2 separate regions of the Sus scrofa genome follow, and region 2 is linked to region 1. Evidence: chromatin contacts called from public HiChIP or PLAC-seq data. All regions are on one chromosome and are shown on one strand. Each heading gives the region's core, a stretch centred on a gene start, on an enhancer-like site or on the middle of the called end of the contact. The rest is flanking DNA. Distances are from core to core; before and after follow the strand shown. Region 1 overlaps SNTB1 (beta-1-syntrophin). Region 2 overlaps DEPTOR (DEP domain-containing mTOR-interacting protein).

Evidence for each region. HiChIP or PLAC-seq counts read pairs in DNA pulled down with a chosen protein or histone mark.
Region 2: an H3K27ac HiChIP or PLAC-seq map of alveolar macrophages shows a contact between it and region 1. The contact joins two enhancer-like sites. A contact is called at or near these places in 2 of 2 datasets of contacts at active chromatin or transcription factors (alveolar macrophages and skeletal muscle).

The regions. Positions count from the first base shown.
Region 1 is chr4:18,351,875-18,359,403 of Sscrofa11.1, reverse strand. The region is part of intron 2 of SNTB1 (beta-1-syntrophin); the gene reads right to left. Among named protein-coding and RNA genes, the nearest start is that of SNTB1, 67 kb to the right of the region's middle. Within about 2 kb of position 3,438, at least 6 of the 83 cell types and tissues checked have an H3K27ac peak or open chromatin away from gene starts, as enhancers often do. A contact at or near this core is called in alveolar macrophages, where this site is marked.
Region 2 is chr4:19,128,075-19,135,603 of Sscrofa11.1, reverse strand. The region is part of intron 4 of DEPTOR (DEP domain-containing mTOR-interacting protein); the gene reads left to right. Among named protein-coding and RNA genes, the nearest start is that of DSCC1, 29 kb to the left of the region's middle. Within about 2 kb of position 4,288, at least 34 of the 83 cell types and tissues checked have an H3K27ac peak or open chromatin away from gene starts, as enhancers often do. A contact at or near this core is called in alveolar macrophages, where this site is marked.

The DNA.
Region 1 (7,529 bases), core at 2,189-4,688:
TCTTCTCACTGTATCCTCACATGAAGGAATTGGCCAGGGAGCTCTGGGGGGCCTGTTTGATAAGAGCGCTAATCTCATTCAAAGAGGCCCCACCTTCATGACCTAAGCACTTTCCAAAGGCCCCAGTTCTTAACACCATCACACTGGGCAATAGGATTTCAACATGCATTTGGGGGACACACATTCAGACCACAGCACATGCTTGTGGTTTCTCTCTCTCTCCTCTCTCTTCTCTCCTCTTTCTCTTCTCTCTCGGTCTCCCTTTTCCTCTTTTTGTCTCTCTCTTTCTTTTTCTTTCTCAACAGTTTGTAGCATGGAATCCAAACTTAAATGTCAAACAGGGAGTTCCTATTGTGGCTCATTGGGTCATTACCCGACATCGTCTCTGTAAGGATGCAGGTTTGATCCCTGGCCTTGCTCAATGGGTTAAGGATCCAGTGTTGCCACAGGCTGCAGCATGGGTCACAGATGTGGCTCAGATCTCGCTTTGCTGTGGCTGTGGTGTACGTCTGCAGCTGCAGCTCTGATTTGATCCTTGGCTCTGGGAGCTTCCATATGCCATGGGTGTGTGTGGCTGTATGGAGGGGAAAAAAAAAAGATAAATGTCAAATGGTTAGACCGTTCCTCACGTTGCTGGAGTGGAAGTCTGACCCATGGATCTACCTTTGCCTTCTCCTCTGACCTTAAACATACCACATAACCCTCTGAATTTGTTCCTTCATTCATACACTAGAGGCATCAGAAATACATTGTTTTCTGTATGCCAGGGGGCTTTACAGACTGCTTTATAATCAACCTTTCATTTAATCCTATCAATCTTGGATGGTGGGTACATATCATTACCTTCATTTTCCCCAAATACTTGAGATACTTAACTCTACAGAGTCAATGCTCTACATAAATTACATACGTGGGAGTTCCATCGTGGCTCAGTGGAAACAAATCCGACTAGTACCCATGAGGATGCAGGTTTGATCCCTGGCCACTCTCAGTGGTAGGGATCCAGCATTGCTATGAGATGTGGTGTAGGTTGCAGACTCCGCTCAGATCCCACATTGCTGTGGCTGTGGCATGGGCCAGAAGCTACAGCTACAATTCAACCCCTAGCCTGGGAATTTCCATATGCTGCGGGCATGGCCCTAAAAAGCAAAAAGCAAAAAGCAAAAAAAAAAAAAAAAAAAAAATTACGTGTGGAAAATATTTTGTCAACTATGAAGCATCGAAGAAATGGTAGTTAGTTTAAATCAGTTTAAGCAAATCTCATGACTTGTATAGTGTATTTGCCCTCTATTGATGTTTTCTAAGAGAAGAAAGAAAGTCAACTTGGTTCCAAACTTGACATTATCTTCTACAAACCAGCAACTTTTGAGAGAGGAAGTGAAAACCCAAATTGAGAAAGATCTGACCATAAGCAATGTCTGGAAACTCAGGGGACGGGAGCGGTCTGAGGTCACTGAGAGCAGTAGTTGACTTCTCTGGCTGAGGGCAGATTCAGGGCCAGCCATATCAAGGTCAGTCTTCATTAAGTCTAGCTTCAACCCACCCTTGCCATGCAGACATTTCCTTCTTGTTATGCTCCAATTCAGAACTTTTCTCAACCCTTTCTCATTTATCAGATATATAATCCCATTTTTCATTCCTATTAGGTCTCCTTAGAATATAGCAGGTGAGTGGCTAAACCAATCCAGTTGATGTGTTGATGAGTGCCATGGAGTTACTGTGTCACTCTCAAAAGTGGGAACTTCACAGTGCAGTAGGCCAGTGAATGAAACAATTTTGGCTGGACCAACTTTCCACGAATCATCACAACATAAGCAATAAGAGCCACTAGAATGTTTAAGGTGCTTTTGGGCTGACCCTTTCATGTAGGGTCTACTGCAGGGGACCTGAGACCTTGTGAGATGAATCAGATAAATATTATTATTATCTTCATTTTTCAAGTAAGAAAAGTAATTCTTGGCAAGGTCACAGCTAACTTCTTCATTCCCTCCCTTCATACAGCCTTCCCTACTTCTTAAATCTAAAAGAAATGCCCCTCCATACACAACTCCCAGTCATTATCATAGCTCTGTCTTCTAAAGCTGTCATTGAACACCATCAACCAAAAACCTCAATCATAATACTGGAAAGCTGAAACTATCATGTATACAAAAGTCCCATGCAAACTGCAAAGCTCAATACAAATAGAAGGTACCTAGCCTCGGGGAGTTCCCGTTGTGTCTCATCGGGTTTGATCCCTGGCCTTGCTCAGTGGGTTAAGGTGGGATAGGAGCTGTGGTATAGGTCACAGGATCTGGCGTGGCTGTGGCAAAGGCCTGTGACCCCTAGTCTGGGAACTTCCATATGCCGCAAGTGCGGCCCTAAAAAGAAGAAGAAGAATAAAAGATATCTAGCTTCAGATAACTGCATGCATCACCATTAAGTTAAAAAAAAAAAAAAAAGCACAAGGTTTTATTGCTTTTTTTTTTTTCCACCAAACACATGTCAACCTCAAGAATTCCCAAATCTATGCTCTATTCTGTTCCAATAAAAAGTTACCAGAACACTTCACTCATCAACCATTTCTGCAATTTAGAAATAAACTAAAACTGCAAAGCAGATCACTGTTCATAAGAATCGTTCTTCTGTTTGGCAGCTGAGGTGGGTGTGACATGGGCAGAGTAACAAACAATAGAAGCAAACGCTGACCTCAGAGTGGAGCAAATTTCCCTTGTGAAACTGTGTCCAGACAAGTGTTTGCCGAAAAGCTCTTATAGACATTTCAAGAGAGAGAACAGAGTTAATCTGGAAAAGTCATCATGCACTATTAAATGCATTTTTTTTAAAATTATCTATCTGCCGCCTTAATTCACCTAGCCCCCTCCCAGGCTCAATCAGGAAACCTAGCTGATAGCAACAGATAGAGGGTCTCATTAGTTAAAAGGACCCTGTAGGGTTGTGAAGTTGGATGGAAATGACTTTAGCCTTCTGTGGAAATGAGCTAGCCTAATGAGAAGAGAGGATTTCCAAACAATGGGGGTTGTTCTAGGAAAAAGGCAAATGCCAGTTCCAACACAAAGAGATACTTCTGCCAGAAAAAGGAATTTCCCGGTGAAGCCTAAGTTTTTCAGTGCCAGCGTTTAGGAACTCCAGATGGGGAGCGGGACTTTGGGGCTCTAAATGAGCTAAAATCTCCTTTTGCAGAGGAATTAAAGTGAACTGTTATTTGATGTTGGATGGGAAATACTTGGGCATCATGGAAAATGAAAAATAAGAAAAGGAGGAAGGGTCAGAAAAGTTCAGGGTCTCCAGTGTTTGGATTGGGAAGCTAAACACATCTAAAGAGCTGTCATAACAAAAAGATTAATGTTGAGTTCCACACTCCCCTGACATTTACCTCAACTACTAAGTATTAAATATTTACAAAGCACTTGGGCTTATAGAGTGCTTTCTAATTCTTCCTCAAATTTTTGCCTTCTGCCCAGATGGGGAAGTGTTGCTATTACTACTATTTTATTGGTGAGGAAGTGGAGGATCATAAATTCCAAGTGAGTTATTCAAAACTGCAAAGTTAATAGAAAAGTTGGGAGTTGGCAAGAGTGAAAATAATACGGTCATGCATGAACCTAAAGTGACCAATCCAGACGAAAGGGAAATCAGTCAATGGTCCTACAAGAAATTTAACAGGAAAGCAGTTGTCGACATCCTTTCCATTTAAAAAAAAAAAAAAAGTTTCTAATCTGTGTTTGCCACAGACAAGGTAGTAGATCCTTTAATTTTAGTGACATGAAGAGAGCTAGAAGGAAAGGGAAGTGACGGACCACTTATAATAGGGCTGAAAATGAGATGAGGACAGAGGCTGCTGCCCTGATCACTTTCTCTGCTCTCTAAGCCATGATGCTGTCATGGTTAAGAACTTGCACATGCTCTCTTTCCTACTTTATACTGAATAAAGCATCCAAGTTCAGGTTCTCCCATCACTTCCATATCTTTCCTCTATAGAATGATCTCTTCTCTTTAAAAAAAAAAAATTGAAGTATAGTTGATCTACAATGTTGTGTTAGTTTGCTTTCTGGTGTATAGCAAAGTGATTCAGTTTTATTATATATTAGTGTGTGTGTGTGTGTGTGTGTGTGTGTGTGTGTGTGTGTGTGTGATCTCTTAAGAAGACATCATCCATTCCCTTTAATGGATTTTGCAAGCAAACAATGATAATGGCCATACTAATAGTAACTAATACTAAGAGAGCATTGACCATGTGCCACACACATTTTAAGCACTTGAAATCTTCCCAGCAGGACTATGAAGTGGTTGCAAGTATTACTGCCATCTTACAGATGTGGGAACTGAGACCCAGAGAGCCTAAGACTGATGATACCACAACTAGTCAGTGGCAGAGCAAGGATCTGAACCCTCTTATTCACTGGTCATAATAACATAATAACATTGCATCAGCCTTCATACCCTAACGCCAGTAGTTTGCACACAACGATGCATCTTCTTTTCTCCTACATGAAGTTTAGTTGATTTACAATATTGTGCTAGTTTCTGGTGTACAGCAAAATTATTCATAGGGAGGGAAGAAACAGATCAACTCACATGTGGGGGGTGAGGGTCCAGGTGACAGACAAGGAAAACCAATTGAGATCCTCCAACCATCAGACCTCTGCCAAGGCTCAATTCAGATTTTCAGTAGTGGTTGGGAAGAGAGAATGTATAGAGACCTCCAACTGTGCAAAAATAAGACACCTCAAGGAAGTGTCAGGTGAGGAGAGGGTAAACTACAGGACTCCCAAGGCCCTGCAGAGGGTCCCGAGAAGGGTGCCTCTTCCCAGAGGGCAAGTGCAAAACAGTGCATTGAGGGAAAGATGACAATGGCACAGAAAGCCTGGTAGAAGCAAGGAGGCTGCATCCTAAGGAGGCTACACAAGGTTCAGCACAGAAAATAATCTGTTCTGTTCTTTTTTGGCCCCTGTCATGGACAGTATACCTTCTATGTTATAATCAGAAAAGGCTGTAGCCAGAATGGTTTAAAAATGAAATGGCTAAAAAGGCTTCGTTTGTTTTCACTATTGCTATGGACTGAATATCTGTGTCCCCTCCAAACCCAAATTCATATTTTGAAATCCTAACTCCTCAGGGTGATGATACTGGGAGGTGGGGCCTTTGGGGTGTGCTCCACCCTCAAGAATGAGGTTACTGTTGTTTTTTTTTTTATTTTTTTTTTAAGACTTCTTTTTTTGTCTTTTTTTTTTTTTTTTTTTTGTCTTTTTGCCTTTTCTAGGGCTGCTCTCACGGCATATGGAGGTTCCCAAGCTAGGGATCGAATCGGAGCTGTAGCCACCGGCCTGCACCAGAGCCACAGCAACGCGGGATCCGAGCCACATCTGTGGCCTACACCACAGCTCACAGCAATGCTGGATCCTTAACCCACTGAGCAAGGGCAGGGATCAAACCCGCAACCTCATGGTTCCTAGTCGGATTCGTTAACCACTGCCCCACGACGGGAACTCCGAGGTTACTGCTCTTATACAAGAGGCCCAAGAAAGCTCCCTTGTCCCTTTTGCCATGTGAGGGCACAGTGAAAACACAGACTATGGACGAGGAAGTGGGCTCGCAGAGAAAGAATGTGCCAGTGCTGGTTTTTTTTTTTGTTGTTTGTTTGTTTTTTGGGGTTTTGTTTTTTTCCTATTTTTTGGTGACAGAAGTTCCTGGCACAGGGATTGAACCTGCACCATGTGAAAATGCCAGATCCTTAACCCACTGGGCCACAAGAAAACTCCACCAGTGCTTTTATCGTGGGCTTCCAAGCTGTTAGGACTATGAGAAACAAATGTTTATTGTTTAGAAGCCACCCAGTTTATGGGGTTTGTGTTACAGTGGTATATATATTTTTGAATGGACTAAGGGAACAATCAATAGTTCCTTTTAGGGGGCTGAAGACCCTTAAGTATATGTACAACCAGGTTACAGAATCTCTCTGTTGAGTGAGGATGACAGTTCATGTTATTCAGACAGCTGAGGCTGGCACTGGGTTCTTAAATATAAGACAAAAATCCCGAAAGGCCAAAATTACTGCTGAGAAATTTCTTCAAGTGCCCAACATGGTATTGTGTAAACAAGCTTCAAAAGTCATTCCTGTGTTCAAGACCTGAGAAGCACAGGACTCCTACAGGAAAGGTCAAAAGTCCTACAAGGAGATGCTGACAAAGGGCCAGCCTGCCTTTGGGATAACTACCAAAACTTTAGCTGGGAAGATAGGTAACATCAAACATGTTCTTGCTTGCTGAGTTCGTGGGGTCATTCCACTGATACCACCCTAATACAAATTAACACACTTGCTTTTGTATCTTGTGAATATTAAAGAGTGTTTGGAGTTGGCGACTTGCTCTGGCACCTTTGGGTTCTAAGTCCCTGACTGTACTCTGGAAGCAGAAATCCTTCCTTACAGGTCTTTCTGTTCCTATCGGACAAAGAAAGCTCTGATTAGTAGGGACAAGGTATGTGAGGACAATCCCAATGAAGCTTAATCTACAAAGGACACGGATCTTAAAATGACACCGAGTATCTGTGTTTCTTTATCACTTGGAGTCTGGAAATTGCATGTAACACAGAGCTAATGACAAAAAATGCGCTCGACACCCTTTCCTTGGCTTCTTGATCAATATTCCTGATACCTGGCCAGCATCACTCTCATTAACTGATATGTGTACTGTGAGCAGGAGTCATCAGATCATATTAACAGAAAGCTGAGTGAAGGTTCCTGCAAAGGTCTATGTTTAAGGGGCTGGGCATCAGTGAAGGAAGTTGAAAATCTAATAGGGTTTGATTTGCAGCAGTGGTAGAAGTGGTAATTCACTGTCTTGTGATAAAGTAAGACCCTCCTGCCATCTATGAATAAAACATTCAATGAACAGCAGGAAGTCCAGTGACTGAGGTGCTTGGGAGGGGTGGGCTTTTGTGGGTGTCATTGTTACTACGTTGGCAGATGGTGCTGAAATAACCTCAATCTGTCCCTGAACCATGCGTCTCCGACTAAAGCACAGAGCACACTACTGTTACATCCCTGGGCCCCCCACATCCCTCGCAAAAAAAAAAAAAGGTGTGTTCTTTATTTTTCCTTTTCTTGGTCTGGGACTCCCTCCTACAAGAAACTAATGTGCTGGGAAATATGTTTTCACCTCCATTTATTTCCAGTTTCATTAGGAAGAGAGGCTGATTCAATCAACCTTTGGAAGAAGGCACATCTCCATCTCTTACACCAAAAATTTATGAGTACCTCTCACTTCCCTCTAAAAGCCGACAGATCCACATAAGCCAAGATCAAAGTCGACCATGCCATTCTGTGCAATAGAAGGATGTCCAGATTCCTTGAGCTACATAAGAAGACAGATATGAACTGTCATTTGTCTTGGCCTCTCTACCAGCCCTGGAGGCTGACTCTTCCAGAGGAGACAGATCCTTCACACACCCTCAGAATACAAAACTAAACTTTTCATTTGCTCTTAATGTGTTTGACGTAGCAGAAGTTCAATTTCTCACCAGGAAAT
Region 2 (7,529 bases), core at 3,039-5,538, 780 kb before region 1:
TCAGCTTTTACGAGCTCATTTCTTTGCACAAACCTATTTTAGGTGGGTGCTACCATTTCTCATGTGCTCAATTTATGTTTATTAAATGTCTATTATATGTCAGGTGTTACACTACTTGCTGTGAGAAAGATCAGCAAAACAAGAGAAACTCTTTACCCTTGAGAATCTCAAACTATACCCTGTTTAGTCTTAATAAGTGTGTGTACAAAAAGGTAGAATTCATGACCTGAAACCACATTGTGTTAATGATGGACATTCTATTTATCAGTAAAAACAAACAAACAAAAAACCAAAAAACTAAAAGCTGGACAGAGATGATCATGTGTTTTACCAGGTGTTTCCTTAAAGTCACTATGGCAATTCTTTAAAAATGTTACATGTTTTACGAGGACGAAAACACAAAATCACATTCCCCCCCCCACCCATGATGCTGAAGATGATGCAAGACATTGGAAATAAACTGGAGGCAAAGATGAATAACTTACAGGAAATACTGAGCAAAGAGATACAAGATATAAAACTTAAACAAGAAGAGATGCAAAATACAATAACTGAAATAAAAAACTCACTAGAAGCAGCTAACAGCAGAATACAGGAGGCATAAGAACAAATAAGCGAGAGTGGAGGACAGATTAGTGGAAATTACGGATGCAGCACAGAAAAGAGAAAAAAGATTGAAAACAAATGAAGAGAGTCCCAGAGAACTCTGGGACAATATTAAATGTACCAACATCCATATTATAGGGGTGCCAGAAGGAGAAGAGAGAGAGAAGGGGACAGAAAAAATATTCCAAGAGATAATAGCCAAAAACTTCCTAATGTGCGAAAGGAACCACTCGCTCAAATCTAGCAAGCACAACGAGTACCATATAAAATAAACCCAAGGAGGAATACACTGAGACACATATTAATCAAACTGATCAGAATTAAAGACAAAGAGAAAATCTTGAAAGCAGCTAGGGAAAAGAAACAAATAACATACAAGGGAACCCCAATAATGTTATTGGCAGATTTTTCAGCAGAAACTCTGCAGGCCAGAAGGGAGTGGCATGATATACTTAAGGTGATGAAAGGAAAAAACCTCCAACCAAGATTACTTTACCCAGCAAGGCTCTCATTCAGATTTGAAGGAGAAATCAAAACCTTCACAGATAAGCAGAAGTTGAGAGAATTCAGCAATACTAAACCAGCCTTACAACAAATACTAAAGGAACTTCTCTAGGCAGAAAAGAAAACACAGCAACAGGAAACAAAAATTGCACAAATGACAAGGCTCACCAGTAAAGGTATGAAATCATCCATACACAATTATACCACCAAAATCAGAAATCATGAGAAGAGGTGGGTACAAATGCAGGACACTGGAGATGAACTTGCAATTAAGAGAACAACAACCTAAAACAATCTCATATACATATAGACTCTTATATCACAACTTCAGAATAACTGCAAACCAAAAATCTACAAATGATACACAAACAAGGAATCTCTGGAGAAGAAATATATCTCATAGTAAATAAGTGCATAATCCACCATGAAGGGGGTCATTTGACGTCATTCTTGGAATGCTGAAGTCTTACATCTGATTCTGATTTCCTCTCCATCAAAGAACTTATGATAATTATAATTAAATAATGCCACTGTACCATTAAATAATATAGTTCTACAATTGTATTATTAACAACCATTTCTCTCCGTGGTACAATGTAAGGTCTATAATGTCTTGTTTATCACATCACCTAGAATGGTGTAATGTGCCTATATTGAAGAATCCATAAGATGTAACAAATTGTGAGAACATATTTATATAGTTACACTGTTTTTTAACCAATTTATGCATTTTATATTTTACTTATTTTCAGAGGATGTATTATTTTTGTTATTCTTACCAATTAAGTTATTCTTTTTATTATGCTATATAAAATATTTAATGGTATATAAGGCTTTCTTCTTTATAAATTTTAGTTGCACAATATACACAATTTCAATATAATGCTAATATTTAAAGAAAAATTGAAATGTAATAGATAATACTAAATAGTAAAGATGAAAGCCATACAAAATAGGGTAAAGTATAGAATAAATTTCCTATTTGTCTCAGCATATCTTCCATTCCACTTCTCCAGAGGGAGTCACTTAATCTGTTTCTTAAGATCCATGATATAATAATCTGTGTGAGTGTAACTGTGTTCAAATATATGTATTTTCTTCTGTAAAAAAAAATAAATAAAAAAACCCCAACATTTCCCCGCCCCCAATCCAGGAGAGAGAAATGACTTTTCTAAGTAGAATAATGAGTTGATACTATGTGTTTATGTAACCATGCTTCTTCTGAAAATAATACTGTATCCTTAGAATTATGATGCTCTACTGTAGGCTTGTCATGTGTGCAGCTCTTACCTTCCATGCCTTTCCAGGACTCAGCAGAAATGTTGCAAAGCTGCAGAAAAGGTCGGCTTGGGCATCTGTGAAGGCAAAAGCTGCTCTGTTGTCCTGTCATATCCATGCAGGATCTCTCTTAGCGTCTCAGCACTAGTTCTATAAATAATTCCCAAACCCGATCTAGATGCCAGGCACTGAGTAAGGTGCTGGGGAGCAAGAGAATGACCTTCATTTCCCTGACTTCCCTCCGTGATCACCTGCATCTCTGAGAGTTTCAAGCACACTTTTGGCCGATGTGAAAACTTGATTTTCAATTGCATGGTTTAAGGTTTCCAGTTTGGAGATCTTGGGGGCAGGGGGAGCCCATGTGTTAAAGAAATGTCCACACTTACATTTAGAACAGATAAGTAATGGGCTCCCCCTGTACTGCCCAGGAAACTGTGTCCAGTCTCTTGGGTTAGAACATGATGGGAGAGAGTATGGGGAAAAAAACAAACAAACCAGAATGTGTGTATGTATGGCTGGGTCATGTTTCTGTACAGCAGAAATTGAAGGAACATTATAAATCAACTCTAATAAAAAATGTAAAAATGAATAAACAAATAAGGCTATAATATTTCCAGTAAGGAAAAAAAAAATGTCCACAGAAAAGCCACAAGGAAGATTCAGCGTGGGAAAGGCTCAGAGACATTGGCATTGAACCTGGACTGTACCGCTTTCAAAGCAAGGCTCCTTGGAAATCTCCCCATCATGATGATCACCTGTTTGTCATCCATACCCTCCCTCCCTCACCTTCCACACCTCACCACCCTATGAATTGGAAGAGATGCCCCAGGTGTGCTCAGTAATAGAAGTAAAATCAAGACCTTAACATATGACTATACAGCAGACATTGGCACAACATTGTAAATCAACTACACTTGAATTAAAAAAAAAAATTTTTTTTAAATGTGACTAAAATGGCAGGTGGCTCAGGTTCAAATAACAGAGAATGCCTTTTGCATCACTTGGGTTTTGATGTCTTTCCAAGTAACACCTCCACCCAGAAAGGCTCCCGGCCAAAGCTGTATAAAAGTTATCTCTTTGTTTAAGCAACGCCGCTTGAAGAATAATTAAGATGCAGACTTTCTGGGAAAGCTGCAAAATGTTCTTTACTTACGTAACTAAGGAAGGTCATGCGTTTCAATATATTTTGTCATTGTTTTCCCTCTTTTCTCCAGAAATTGAAGCTACCTTGGATTATTAAGAAGGCAAGTTTTTGCCAGATAAGCTTGTATCTTATTGCACTGTGGACTCTTCAATAGCAACTTTGGCATTGATTTTGTGCCACATCTTACCATCAACATAACTATTAGGAATAAACCCAAACTTAGGGTTTTATTCTTGGATAATACAACATGAGTTTAGCCTTTTATTCTTCAAAATGGGTGGTATGTGTCCAGATGCAGTGAACCTTTTGCCCTCAGGTACTGTGATATAAAATTATGCTTTTCCTTATGCCTATGTTGGCTACCAAAGGGGGAAGCTCCAGTTAAACCCATCGCGAAACATCCATGACATCTAAGAAGCTGGGCTTGGAGCCAATGCACTTGCCTACGTGTTCACCATTTGCTGACTTGGCTCTAAGGAGGGCTTGAAGCCAAGGAGAGCAGAGTCTGATTACTCAGGACTTTATCATAATTTACACTTATGTCCTTTGAGTGGAGGCACAGTGGTTAGGGCCAGGAATTCCTCGGAGACCGCTTTTCCAACGCACAGGATTTATCAGCCCATTTTGTTTGATTGCTTACACGCTTAATAAACCTGAGGGGAATCTCTTCAGTTGCCTTCCTGGAGCTCCACTTGGGATGGTTATTCTGCTTCTAGATAATTTCATTTCTGAAAGAGGAACACAGAGAAGGAGAGGAAGTTGGTTTGGCTGTCTGTCAGCAGTTCTGGAAGAATGTTTACTCAGGGAGGAGTTTGAACACTGTGAGAATTTGGGGATTATCTGGACATTTTCAGCTCTCTGATATTGTGCCTCCTCCCCAACGAATGCTCCTCGGCTGACCTTCCAGCCTCTACCAGAGAAAACTTCCAGGGGCTAGGACCCTATCCCTTCTTTGTGGGCTTCTCAGTGTTTGGGTGGTGAGGACATGGTCGCCACCAGTGCCACAGTCAGACTTTTGGAGGCTCATATGTGTTTGGGGAAATCATTGCAGACTGTGTTGGTGGCTTATGAGGAAAAAACAAATTATTATGAAATTTAGCCTAGCAGTCCTTAAAAGAACACCCATCTATAATAAAATATGACAGTTTGTTTTACTTTGTAGTCAAAAATGCTATTTTTTTTTTTTTTTTTTTTGGCTTTTTAGGGCTGTATGTGCAGCATATGGAAGTTCCCAGGCTAGGGGTCAAATCAGAGCTACAACCGCTGGCTCATGCCACAGCCACAGCAATGTGGGATCTGAGCCACATCTGCAGCCTACACCACAGCTCACAGCAACGCCAGATCCTTAACCCACTGAGCAAGGCCAGGGATCGAACTCACATCTCATGGATGCTAGTCAGGTTCGTTAACCACTGTGCCACAAAGGGAACTCCCAAAAATGCTATTCTTGATAGAGCGTAGCAATAGGTATTAAATCACGTTGTTCAGGGTACTCCGGGAGATAGGCCTTCGTAGAGATTATAATCCAATGTGTAACAAAGGAATTTAAAACTATTTGGTAGGAGTCCCCATTGTGGTGCAGTGGACACGAATCTGACTAGTATCCATGAGGATGCAAGTGGAGGTCGAAGACGAGGCTCAGATTCCATGTTCTGTGGCATTGGCCAGCAGATGCAGCTCCTATTCGATCCCTAGCCTGGGAACTTCCATATGCTATGGGTGTGGCCCTAAAAAGCAAAAACCAAAAAAACCTATTTGGTAGTCTATTCAGAGATGGGTTCAAAGGTTAAACGTTAGCTCTTCAGTGTGTCACTTAAAACTACATTTGCTGGGGAGTTCCCTGGTGGCCTAGCAGTTAAAAGGATCTGGCATGGTCACTGCTGTGGCTTGGGTCACTGCTGTGGCGTAGGTTCGGTCCCTGGCCCAGGAACCTCCACATGATGTTAGTGCAGCCAAAAAAAAAAAAAACAAAAACAAAAAACAAAAAAAACCCTCAAACAAACTGCATTTACTAGAATGAAGACATTTTTCAATATTTCACCATAAGGCATTGAGAATCATACCTTATCTCTATGACCTGAACTGCCTCCCATACCAGAAGGATTATTTAAGTGAAGTAGGTATCTCACAGGGCAAATGTTTTCTTCTCCAAGAGCCCCTCTATCCAGGTTAATAATCCTCCCAGAAGAGGGTCAGGGTGATGGCAGGCCTGACTCCTCTTCCCTCCCCTTCAGACTTAGGAATGGGAGGTATCAGCAAAAGGTGACACCTTCTAAAGGGGAAGCCAAGCTCTCTTTGCAGAACTTCCAGTGACTTAAAAGAGTGGGTGCTTCTCTGATTTTGAGCCTTCTGGTACCTCGAGCAGACGGACATCAAGGCATCTACAACCCTGTCCATTTTTGTCCTTCTTGTGTGGTGAGGGGGGTGAAGGTAGATACCACTTTCATGGTGTGGATTAAACACTTTACTGGGGGCCCATCAGCACAAAGGGTCCTCCATCATCATCCATTGTCCCACCGATTTGGTGGTGAGCATGCAGCTGCCTGACACACAGCATCTTTCTCTTCCACTGGAGGCACCCTGACCCCTGGGTACTCGACTTTCCTATAATGCAAGCAGCAGCATGGCCTTTATCTCTGGGTTGCAGTGTGAACCCAGGCTCCTGATAGAGGGAGCTGGAAGATGCCAGGTGCTCAGCACCTGGAGGCCTCTGGGGTTTGTGTGAGGTCACAGGCCCTCAGGCCAGGCTCCCAGCCCCAGCTACCTCACTGCCTGGAAAGTCGAGCTGGGCCTCTAAGGTCACGTCCACACACCTGTGTGTCCCTCCACAGCTGGCAGGTCTGTGCACCCCGCAAGGGGAGGTAAGACACTTTATTCATCCTTAGGCTACAGCTCCTCTGCTAAAATCCAGGAAGGAGGCCTCCCTTCTGTGCATTTTGACTTCCTCTGAAATTCTGAAACCAGGACTTTAAACTTCACCTTATTTTTAAAATGAGGGTGTTTAGTTCAAAGGTCAAACTAGGTGAAGGCCCTGTTTTTAATTGCTTAACTCCACGCTTCCTTCTGCTAAGACAGGTGGAAAAATCTTCCCCCAGCAGTAGATTGTAAGATATTATTACTATGCAATTTATTGCAGTATTCACTGGTTTGGTGTTACTCTGATTTTCTTTTGGCCTTCTCAGTAAAAATTAATAATAGCCAGTATTTATTGAACCCTTAGTATGTACCAAGTAGTGTTATAAGTATTTTACATGTATTATTTTACAGGTATTATTAGTCCCATTTTAGAGATGGGAACACAGAGGCTTAGAGAAATTAAGAAACTTGTCCAGGATCACAAGGCCAGCAAATAGAAGAGCTGGGTTTTGCAGCTTCACAGTGTTGCCAGAAGCCTTGCCTTAAGGATGTACAAATTGAGAATACAGCTGGTCTCAGTGCTAAGCCATTGGAGTCTAGAGGACAGAGGCAAAGAATCCCCCAACTACCTGGAGTCTGGACTTTGACCTGTCTCTGAAAATTTGAATTGAGCAAAAATTATAGGTATACTTATGTCTACATAGGCAAAAAAACGATGAAGAGCAACATTAATACATTTAAAATCAGGAGTTCCCATTGTAGCTTAGGGGGTTAAGAACCCATTTAGTATCCATGAGGATGTAGGTTTGATCCCGAGCCTTGCTTAGTGGGTTAAGGATCTGGCATTGCCTTGGCTGTTGTATAGGCTGGCAGCTGCATCTCCAATTCAACCCCTGGCCTAGTTCCTACTTTCATGTGCCACAGGTGCAGCCCTAAAAAGAAAAAAAAAAAAAATTTAATCGGCTAAGAAATATTTAAAAGCCACAAAAACTTGGTTTAGTTGTGTGACTAATTGGCTGCTTACACTGCTATATATGCCTCATTACCCAGAAGCATACTGATGAGCGTATATATATATATATGACATGTGTCAGATTAACGTGTGTGTTTTACTCAAATAGTAAATAACCTTCACATATGG